Linked DNA regions of Danio rerio: region 1 is linked to region 2. The links are chromatin contacts, called in public Hi-C maps. All regions are on one chromosome and are shown on one strand. Each heading gives the region's core, a stretch centred on a gene start, on an enhancer-like site or on the middle of the called end of the contact. The rest is flanking DNA. Distances are from core to core; before and after follow the strand shown. Region 1 holds the start of zgc:174931. Region 2 holds the start of prkab1b (protein kinase, AMP-activated, beta 1 non-catalytic subunit, b).

Region 1 (4,760 bases), core at 1,350-3,849, 170 kb before region 2:
GTCGTTCCCATGGTTCACATCAAATTATATATATTTTTTTTAATAAATGCAAAAACTAACAACCCAGAATGTTGCAGGGAGGTGGTTTTACAACTTAAGGAGAAATTGAGGGTTCTAACCTAGAGGGAACATTCTATTTACATTAAGCGTTCCTGACTGAATGTACTGAAAACCGTACACTAATATTTGTAGAATGGGTTCTGGGAATTAGAACATAACTATAGAACATAGAACATAATTCAGAGTCCGAGGCTCTTGAGTTAAAACAACATGAAAAGTCATTTCAGATTGAACAATGTTAATTACGAGATTACATGAACGCATATATTTAGGTTTGAAGCTTGATGCTCACTTTTCAGATAGGGGTGTGTGATATTGCAAACAAATGTGTCATCTCAATACTTTCAAGGATTTTTAATAATCATTTTTAATCTTTTGCTGTGTGTTTTGATTTCTGGCTTGTTTAGGTTTGACAAATGTAAACGTAAAACTGCCAGTAGGTGTTGACAACTTAAAGAGGGATACATTCAAATGATTCAATCAAAATGGCTGATTCATTCAGAAATGTCGAAAGCCACCCTTTTTCTTGTTTGTTATTAATGTAACATATCTAGTGCATGAGGAAATAATTATACAATTAGAAGATCCTCACTTTTTAGTAAATGGGGGCCATGGTAAAGGTATGCATTTCCTTGTAGATTTCTACCTAAATTCTGTTAAAAACTAACATTGATATTTCAAAGATTGCACTAAGGAGTAGTCATTGACTTCCATAATAGGAAAAAAACACTCTGGATGTCTACTGTTTTCTTCAGCATTCTTTATAATATGGTCTCAACAGAAAATAACTTTAAGTTAATTAGTGAAATAATCACAAAAACGACAATTACAGTAATCGTACAGACAACAAATATTGCACACCTCTATTTTTGCTCTCCTAAAATATTTTTAACCCAAGTTAAGGCCTGGTCAATGATAACTATTTTAACGTCCACACAAACAAAGGATTTTTTTTTAATATTATGCAGCAGTTCTTTGCTCTTAAGACTTTAAACTCCTCAGCTCATTAAAGCAGGATGAATTCTGATAGGCTGTAAATATTTTATCATTCATCAGCTGGAAAAAAAAAAGAAATATTGTTCCTCTTTGTTGTTATTTTTTTGTGCTGAAGTACATTTCTTTTTTTTTTTAATGTCCTAACTGTTACTGTTAATGTTTTTGATGTGTATGGGTCCTTCCATATGTTTCACTGAGAGAGGTGTTAAGTGTCTATTAGTTTCTAAACCATGGGTCTCAAAGCTTAATTCCTGGAGGGCCACAGCTCTGCACAGTTTTGCTCCAACCCTAATCAAACACAGATGATCCAACTAATCAAGGTGTTCAAGACTACTCAGAGCAGCAGACCTGCGGCCCTCCAGGAATTAAGTTTGAGACATATGTTATTAAGCATTTCAGTTGACACAACAAGGATGTGATCTGTTCACTTTTGGTGTTTTTTCTTCTTCTTTTTTTTGTCTTGCACTCTAATGTGTGGATTTGGAAATATCCGTTGCTTTAGGAATGCTGCTTGTGCTTTACATTTGTTGTGTATTATGGTGTCAACTGGAATACATTTGTCCTTTTATGTAGACTTTTATTATGTCAGATTTAATTACGCCTGTATCAGGACTTTTATTTTGACATATTTCGTTATACTACATTCTTTTACACTGACTGGTTTATACATTAACTGGTAAAACCAAGACTAGTAAACCGGGTCCATTAAAATGAATAGGTACATTCGACTTTCATTTTCATTACTGACAAGTTTGAGTGACACTGAAGGCTGAATGTTATATTCTCAAGACGAGATCAAGTTTCCCATTTTGTTATGTATAGTGTTGATAACTTTTGAAAAATGAACCATTGTTTTATTATAATAAAAGTCTAGTAACCAATGATGTGTGGTCCATTGATAGATTTATACAACCACATATTTGCTCCAAAAATTATGGTTAAGCTGTAGTTTGTGTAGCAAAACTTTAGCTACAGAAAACTGTTTTAGATATTAATTTTAGTAAAGCCAGTGTTGATTTTCATAAGGGAAAATTGATTAAAGGTATGTTATATTAATTTAATTCAATGCATTTTTCTAATCTCAACCTGTAGTCTATAATTCACATCCTGTCAATAATTTCCAAGGTCCACTTTTTTGTCAGGATTATAGGGGCATTGTATTATATTGTGTAAAATAGGACTTCTGTTAAGATGTGTAAGGGGTGTTTTGTTTTGTTCAGAAAGGGAAATAAATTCGTTTTATATTTTTGTCTTTTTGTGCTTTATCCTTTGCTTCACAGTAAACATCAATATTGTACCACAAGGTGGCAGCAAATGCCACTACGATTTGATCAAATGATTTCAGATAGCATGAACTGGACGATAAATGTTTTAAATGCTAATCTCTGTCCAATTACACGTTTTGTGCGATTGTTAGTGTTTTTTGTTAATGTTTGTTTTTTAGTAATTCATTATGAGAAGATACATTATTTTATATATCCGAGATGTGATTGTTTTCTTGATTTGTTTTGATGTAGGCGAGCCCAGCCCACATCCTTCTGAAAGAATCTGTTTGGATCACGTGTTTACATAAATTTGATAGGGAGTGATCGACGCATCGTGAAAGCAGATTAAGTCTTTTCTTATTAGTAGTAAGTGTTTTGGCTAACATAAATTCACATGTATACTTTGTTTACATTTTTAGTCTCACTACAGCAGGTTTGCATTTGTGAAAACCAACAGGTTCGACTTCTGTCCAGTATCTAAATGAAAGTGATATCTGTTCACGACTGTGTTTCACTTTCTCAGGTCTCGGAAGTTTCTCCCGCACAATAATGAGTCTGAAAGGACCGCGTGAATTTAAAGGGTAAGGTTACAAGTTGTTTTTCAAGTATCCTAATGACATTTTTTACAAATTGCATTAATTACATATTATGCTGTAATATGGGTTTCAAGCCCGTCAAAAAGGAGGAGATCTGAGACTGAACGCGCTGCAGAACGACCGGCTGAATGCACAAGTAAAAGGTGGATTAATGTTTTTCTACTTCATGTACAAAGAACGACTTAGTGCTGGTTGACTCTAAACATGCTATAAAGCATTTGTTTGGAGTTCATTTATTACGTTTAAAGCATTGTCTTCAAATTTGCAGTTTATAAATACAACTCTATTTTTCACTTATAAACGCATGTATATTTGATAATGGTATACTTTTAAAAACACCATTCATTGTTGGTCTCTCTGAAAATGCTAATAAATGGTTTGCCCACTACTCCTCTTTAGGGTGCTATTTTGGGACTGTACTTCACCCATATTTGTCACTATAAAAATGATTCCTCTGGTTCTGTTTTATTTACTTTTTTGTATATAAATAATTTGTGCAGTAGTACATTCCAAACACCAAGTACCATGCAGATGAAACTTGTTTACTTCCGTGCTTCATCAGCTTTACAAGCAATGCAGTATTTATAGTTTGCATTTATTATTGTTCAGTACTTCATCATGTTTATGTCAAACCAAGCTGGATTTGAACTGTCAAAACTGTTTTGTTAATATTTAAGTTGAAGCAATCAATTTTCCTAATATTACATACGCAGAAAATGGTTAGGAAAGAAGTCAATGTTATTCTTGCCCTGTAATCCAAATCTTTTGACTGTGAGGAACTCTAAAGAAAATATTCAAAGATGATTCCTTAGATCTCTTAGATTTTTTTATTTAAGTGGTTGTAAACAATTTATTTGGGCTGAATTTAAACAAACTAAGTTGAACATCACAAAATGTATTAGTTTGTTTAAATTCAACACATATAAATTGTTTACAATAATTTTGCAGACATGATTAGTTTCAGTGAACAGCACTCTTTATCTGCCCTCCTCAGCACTATAGTGTCCATAATAGGCATCAAGTCATCAACTTTCAAACCCCACGTTCGTTATTATCATTATTAAATTCAAACCATCCTGCGTCAAGAGGCTTTATGATAGGTTTTACGGCAAGGAAAATCAAATGCTCATTGGCTCATGATTGGCTCTCATCTGCTTCGTCACAGTCAGGTTATGACATGTCATGATTTGGGTTGATGTGCATTGGAACCTGAAATGGCACCTTTAAGGAGATGTTTGTTAAGAGAGAGTGATCTGAGTAATATTTTTAGCGATTATCAACAAATTGAATCAAAAACTCTGTTTGTTTCTCACTAATCATCAACTACAACACATCGTCATTTGGTTTACTTTTGGTACCTCTTGACTTTTTTTGCCATAAACAAATTAGTAAGATTGCAGTTGTCTGTCCGTCATGCTTTTCGTTCGTGATTAGTAACAAAAAAGTCATTATTTTGGTTGAGCTCACAAAATTAATTAGGATACAACTTATAAATTGTTTATAGGTGCTTGACTTAATAATAAAAAATAGTAGGAATGCGCTAATAATTATGTTTTAATTTATCTTATACACCAATGAAAACTCTTATACGTTTATATGAAATTGAATACCTAATTTAGAAATTATAAATTGATTATTAATAAATTATTAAAAATACATATATTAAGCACATGCTAAGGACTTATAAGTGAAGGATAGAGCATTTATAGTTGTATTTATTAACCTTTTTCTCATTTATTTATAGGGCTAATACTTAATAAATAAATTAGTAGTTAACTATATACTTATTTGCTATATCTAATAAACTATGCCTTACATTTACAATATTTGCTTACTTTTTTAG
Region 2 (4,710 bases), core at 1,921-4,420:
GTTTTTTCCGCTAATGAAGCGCTTAGTTTTTCCACTTACAAATTCTGCCAAGTAAATAGCAAATGTGCCATGGCGCAACGCAACGCAACTGACTCTTAAAGAGAATGGGAGATGAGACTCTGATTGGTGTATTCTCAAAACACACCTATAAATCATTAAGAGAATAAGCTCAACCCTGTTAGACTATGCACTGCTGCGCAAAGCAGATTTTTCCATCTTTAAAATAGCAAAAGTGGATTCTGACACACCCTTAATGCTTTTGCGCCCTGCGCTTTTAACTTTGTGCCAAGATTGTCAAAATAGAGCACATTACGACCATGTTTTTTAAGTTTCTTGTAAATGTACACTGAACCCTAATGTTGAACATGAAAAAGCACAAAAAAGTGATGGCTTAAAGGCATAGTAAACCCAATAATAATATTCTATCATTATAAAATAATATTAATAATTAATAATAACCCTTCACTTGTTCAAATCTTGTTTCTTTATTCTCCTGAACACAAAATATATTTTGAAAATTTTGAAAAGAAACAACTATTGACTTCCATTGTAGTTTTTGTTCCATTTCTTAATGTAAATGGCTGCTGGTTTCCAACAATCTTCAATACATCTTCGAAGTACAACAGAAGAAAAAAAAATCCTAAAAGTTTAAAAACAATCGTCTTTGAATAAACGCTGAAGATTTTGGATGAACAATCTCTTTAAATTTCAGTTTTCTGTCACTGGAAGCGTTTTTATTCCTCCTTAAAAGTTGTGATGTGATGCAAATGATGTACAATAATGAATAAATGAATGTTTAGTTCAATTTTTAAATGTTAAATACCACCATAATTAGCAATTTATAGTTCCTTGAAGAATAAAATTATTTAATTTCTTAAACAAGAAAAGAAACCTTACTGACCCCAAAATTTTGAATGACAGCATTCATCATTGCACTGGTAAAACTGGTTTTACTTATGCAGCAGAGTAATTTTTTGTCATTTTTACTTTGCATTTTACGGTGACCAAGGAAGCTTAATGTACTTTAAAACCATATTTTTTAAAGTTACACTTTAAATCCCATTTTCACAGTAGTTTCTTTACTTTTATTTTGAAGCTCCCAGATGTGCTTACTTGCAGAACTCTATGATTTTCAGGGTGATAACAACCTCTTCTTATGTTTGTTGTGTAAACACAGTCTAATATGTTGAGATAATGATTTAATGACTTGTCAGCACTCACCTCTTATTCAAGGGGATTTTGGTGGCCCAGTTGTTGAAGGAGCCAGACAAGTAGATCTCTTTCCCTGGACCTTTCCATCGGAACACAGTGGGCCTTTCCTCCAGCGGGGTTTTGCTATCCGACTCCTGATCTTGTCGCCAGGCTAGAAACTCCTAGAATGACAGAAAGAAAGATGGATGAGGTGTCTAGAGTAATTGTAGCTATTGCTGTAATAAATAAGTTGTGGGAACATATTGCTAATATTTCACAGTAAACACATCACCTTGGCATCATCTGACTGGAAGAGGTCTCCATCCTCTGCACTGTCCATCAGGATTTTGGGTCGAGTTCCATCTTTTCCACTACGGCTCTCCCGCCGGTGAGTCTTCTCCCCTCCGCTTCTTTCACTGCTGGTGTTGCCCATCCTGTGCCTTATTTATATGCATGTTAATGATAATTCCAGATCTGGACAAGAGCTTTTAAAAAATATTTTATCTTATTCATTACATGTATAATGTATATTCATTTATAAAGTAGTTTTTAAACAGATTTAAAGGGACTGTAAGCTCAAAAATGACTATTTACTAATAAGTTCCAGCATTTTTTTTTTGTTTATTTTTTTTATTCATCCTAAGGCATTGATTTATTTACGTTTTAACGCTATTTCCGCAGCATTGACTTTTCATGGTAATATTGCCAATAAACATTTGATACACAATTTACTAACATAACAGTTTCTTAAAGTATTGCATAAAAAGCATACAGATGACAACAACACTGATAAACGGTCTAATAAGATCTTTCAATTTGGTCAGGTATAAATATTCTAAAAATTCTCCCAGGAGGCACTTTTTTAAACATTTCCTTTGAAATGTTTTGTGAATAAAAATGTTCTCTAATATTGTTTAAAATATATTCTATATAGGCTATATTCTCATTTATGCTATATTCTGTTTTACTGTCAAAATATAAGTCACAATCACACATGGGTTTCTCTTACCCACTCATATTTATTGACCGTGGAAATCTGGAGTGGCCAACTCTACATCTTGTGTAAGTTACAATCTGGTCTACATTCATTCCATTTGCCATTTTTCCTTAATGTACGTTTTCAAAGAAAATTTGGTATTAGAATAGTACTTTTATCCATTATTTAACGTTATCTAACTTAACGTTAAATAAGAGACGTGAGAACAGCATAATTAAGTACCCCTGGTAACCATAACAACGTTTCGCATATTTTGTGACTGGTAATTAACTGTTACCCAAGTACACGACATGAAAAGTACTGTCGTTGTTTATTAAATTTACGGAGTAAAGTTTCGAGTTTTTTTAAGCATGAAAAACTAGGTTCCTTCTCAATTAATCGACGTTAGAGGAATCAAAGAACAAGGTAACGTTAAGCTAACGTTACACTGCATCCGAAAAATTGTTTATATTAAATACATGAACATGTTAATAGTTACTTAGAAGACTGCAATAATAAAACAATCGTGGTTAGAATTCGCACGGTTTTACAAAGTATGCGACGTACGCATTAAAAACAGTAAGTTAAATGTTGACCGCTGTTTACAATTGTTTTGCTAATCGCATAAACAAACATTAATAACCAAACGGCGCTCTCTTTTGTACACCTTTTTTTAGGTTATGAATGCAAAGACAATTCCACAGCAACGTATCATTATCAAGGACGTAACGTTAGGCTTTAACGTTGGGATGTTGTGTCTTTTGACTTCGTTGTTTCTGTTCTTACGTGTAGGGCTCGCCTACACGCAAAAGACCGCAGTTTTCCTGCGCTTTATGTCGGACTTTGGAATTTTCATTTATGATTAAATATCTTACCTCTGAAAACTTTATTTGCCCGTAGCCTACGATTATGTTTCCGTTCATAACGCCATTTTCACATTGCCTCACAAAAAGGTTAAATGTTAAGCACACCTCTTCCGCCTGCTGCTTTGGACAAGGGAAATAACCATCAAGCTCAGTATGAAGTTAAAACAGTGGGAGACGAGGAGTGTTGTAACAAGTTGTTGCAACTTCTGTTACTTGGCTTTTTTTTTACTCAGAGGACCTCAAACTTTTATACAGTATTCACATATTTGTCTGCTGCAAGTTAATGTTGAAATCTGCTACTTATCCTTAATCTATGTGTTGTTTTGAATAGAGCCTAAAATCATTAAAAGAAAGCCTTATTTAGCTTCAGTTTCATATTTAAAATAATGAAATTAAATACAATTAAAAGCATAAAGAGAATGTTTAACTTTAAAACTTTATGTAATTAATCTAATTTATATTCTTTATGTTAGTTAATTTATTATTTATTTATTTATTTTGGACTTTACCTTGCAAGTGGTGGGTGAGCCATTTATTTCATCATTTATATACTTTTTCACCAATTGCTTTGCTATAAACTCATTTTTTATAATTTTTTAATAACATTTTTTAAATTTTTATTGACATATAACAATCAATTTATTTTGTCCCTGATTTGGTGTCTAGCTCTATTTAAGTCCGCATGTTCATTAGTTTTATTCATTTATTAATAATTGAATCTTTCGTTCAAGTAGTAATCTTAATTTAAAAACATTTTGAATAGAAGTGTGACCATCTGCATTTGGATTCATTCATTTTATTTAACTTTTTTGTAATTATATTTTTATTCATTAATCTATTCATTCATTTAGCTGTATTTGGGAGTCCACATTTTAATTTAATAAAAAATATATATAATTAAATATTTTTTTTTTATTTAATTTTAGGGCCTATGCCAGGTGGTGTATCCTGTGATGGAGTGAGCCAGCTGTGTTTGATAGTCCACATGTGTGCTCATCAGAGTCTTGTGACATTCTCACGGCTGTCCAGTTTCGCAGCATCATGAGATGACTGGCAATGAGGTACAGAGAGAAGTGGAACTGTATCCGCAATTTTAAGCACACTCTAATAAACACTCATGGGTGGCACAGATATGGACCACCAGCAGATCTTGAAAAAACATTTGTCATTAACTCAAGCAAGACCTATGATCAGGACAAACTGATTACTATTAATATAATCACCTGTACATTGAAGTATACTAAAAACTTATCAATAAAACACATATAGTAAGTACTACCGTGTACCATTGCATGTGTAGCTAGCTAGTTGTTTGTTCTGATTGCCAAGAGTGGAGCCCAATTTATCTATATTTAACCATAGCTGGCTATAATATTACATATCAAAGTACAAGATACTCCGAACGCTGCGGAATACATTTGAGGTAAAGGCCGTGAGGGAGTGACTAATGCTGCTATGATCTATTAAAACAAATACAGACATTTAAGCATAGTTTTTTTAATACATTGAGCATTTATTTCAATTTTCTCTTAAAAAACAAACAGATAACAACATTCAGACTTTCTATTATTTTGCATTCACCCATACATAATAACAATTTTCTGTAAAAGCATTCATTTTAGCTATTTGAGTACAACATCATTTTAGTAGTATGCTTAAAGACAAGCACAATGTACA

Evidence for each region. Hi-C and Micro-C count contacts between places; a contact is called where the count stands out from the background.
Region 1: a contact with region 2 is called in a Hi-C map of hematopoietic stem cells, with 2.7 times the contacts expected there. The contact joins the promoter of zgc:174931 here to the promoter of prkab1b in region 2. A contact is called at or near these places in 5 of 18 Hi-C or Micro-C datasets (embryo and hematopoietic stem cells).

The regions. Positions count from the first base shown.
Region 1 is chr8:48,277,528-48,282,287 of GRCz12tu, reverse strand. It overlaps zgc:174931, which reads left to right and starts at 2,599. Exons shown (of 8, transcript NM_001328104.1): 1 at 2,599-2,687; 2 at 2,845-2,902; 3 at 2,992-3,060. The coding sequence starts at 2,871. It also overlaps a transcript of unc119b not described here.
Region 2 is chr8:48,104,745-48,109,454 of GRCz12tu, reverse strand. It overlaps prkab1b (protein kinase, AMP-activated, beta 1 non-catalytic subunit, b), which reads right to left and starts at 3,170. Exons shown (of 8, transcript NM_214713.2): 1 at 3,043-3,170; 2 at 1,484-1,676; 3 at 1,222-1,373. The coding sequence starts at 1,624. It overlaps si:dkey-63d15.12, which reads left to right and starts at 2,435. Exons shown (of 9, transcript XM_073910976.1): 1 at 2,435-2,593; 2 at 3,960-4,094. It also overlaps LOC101885033.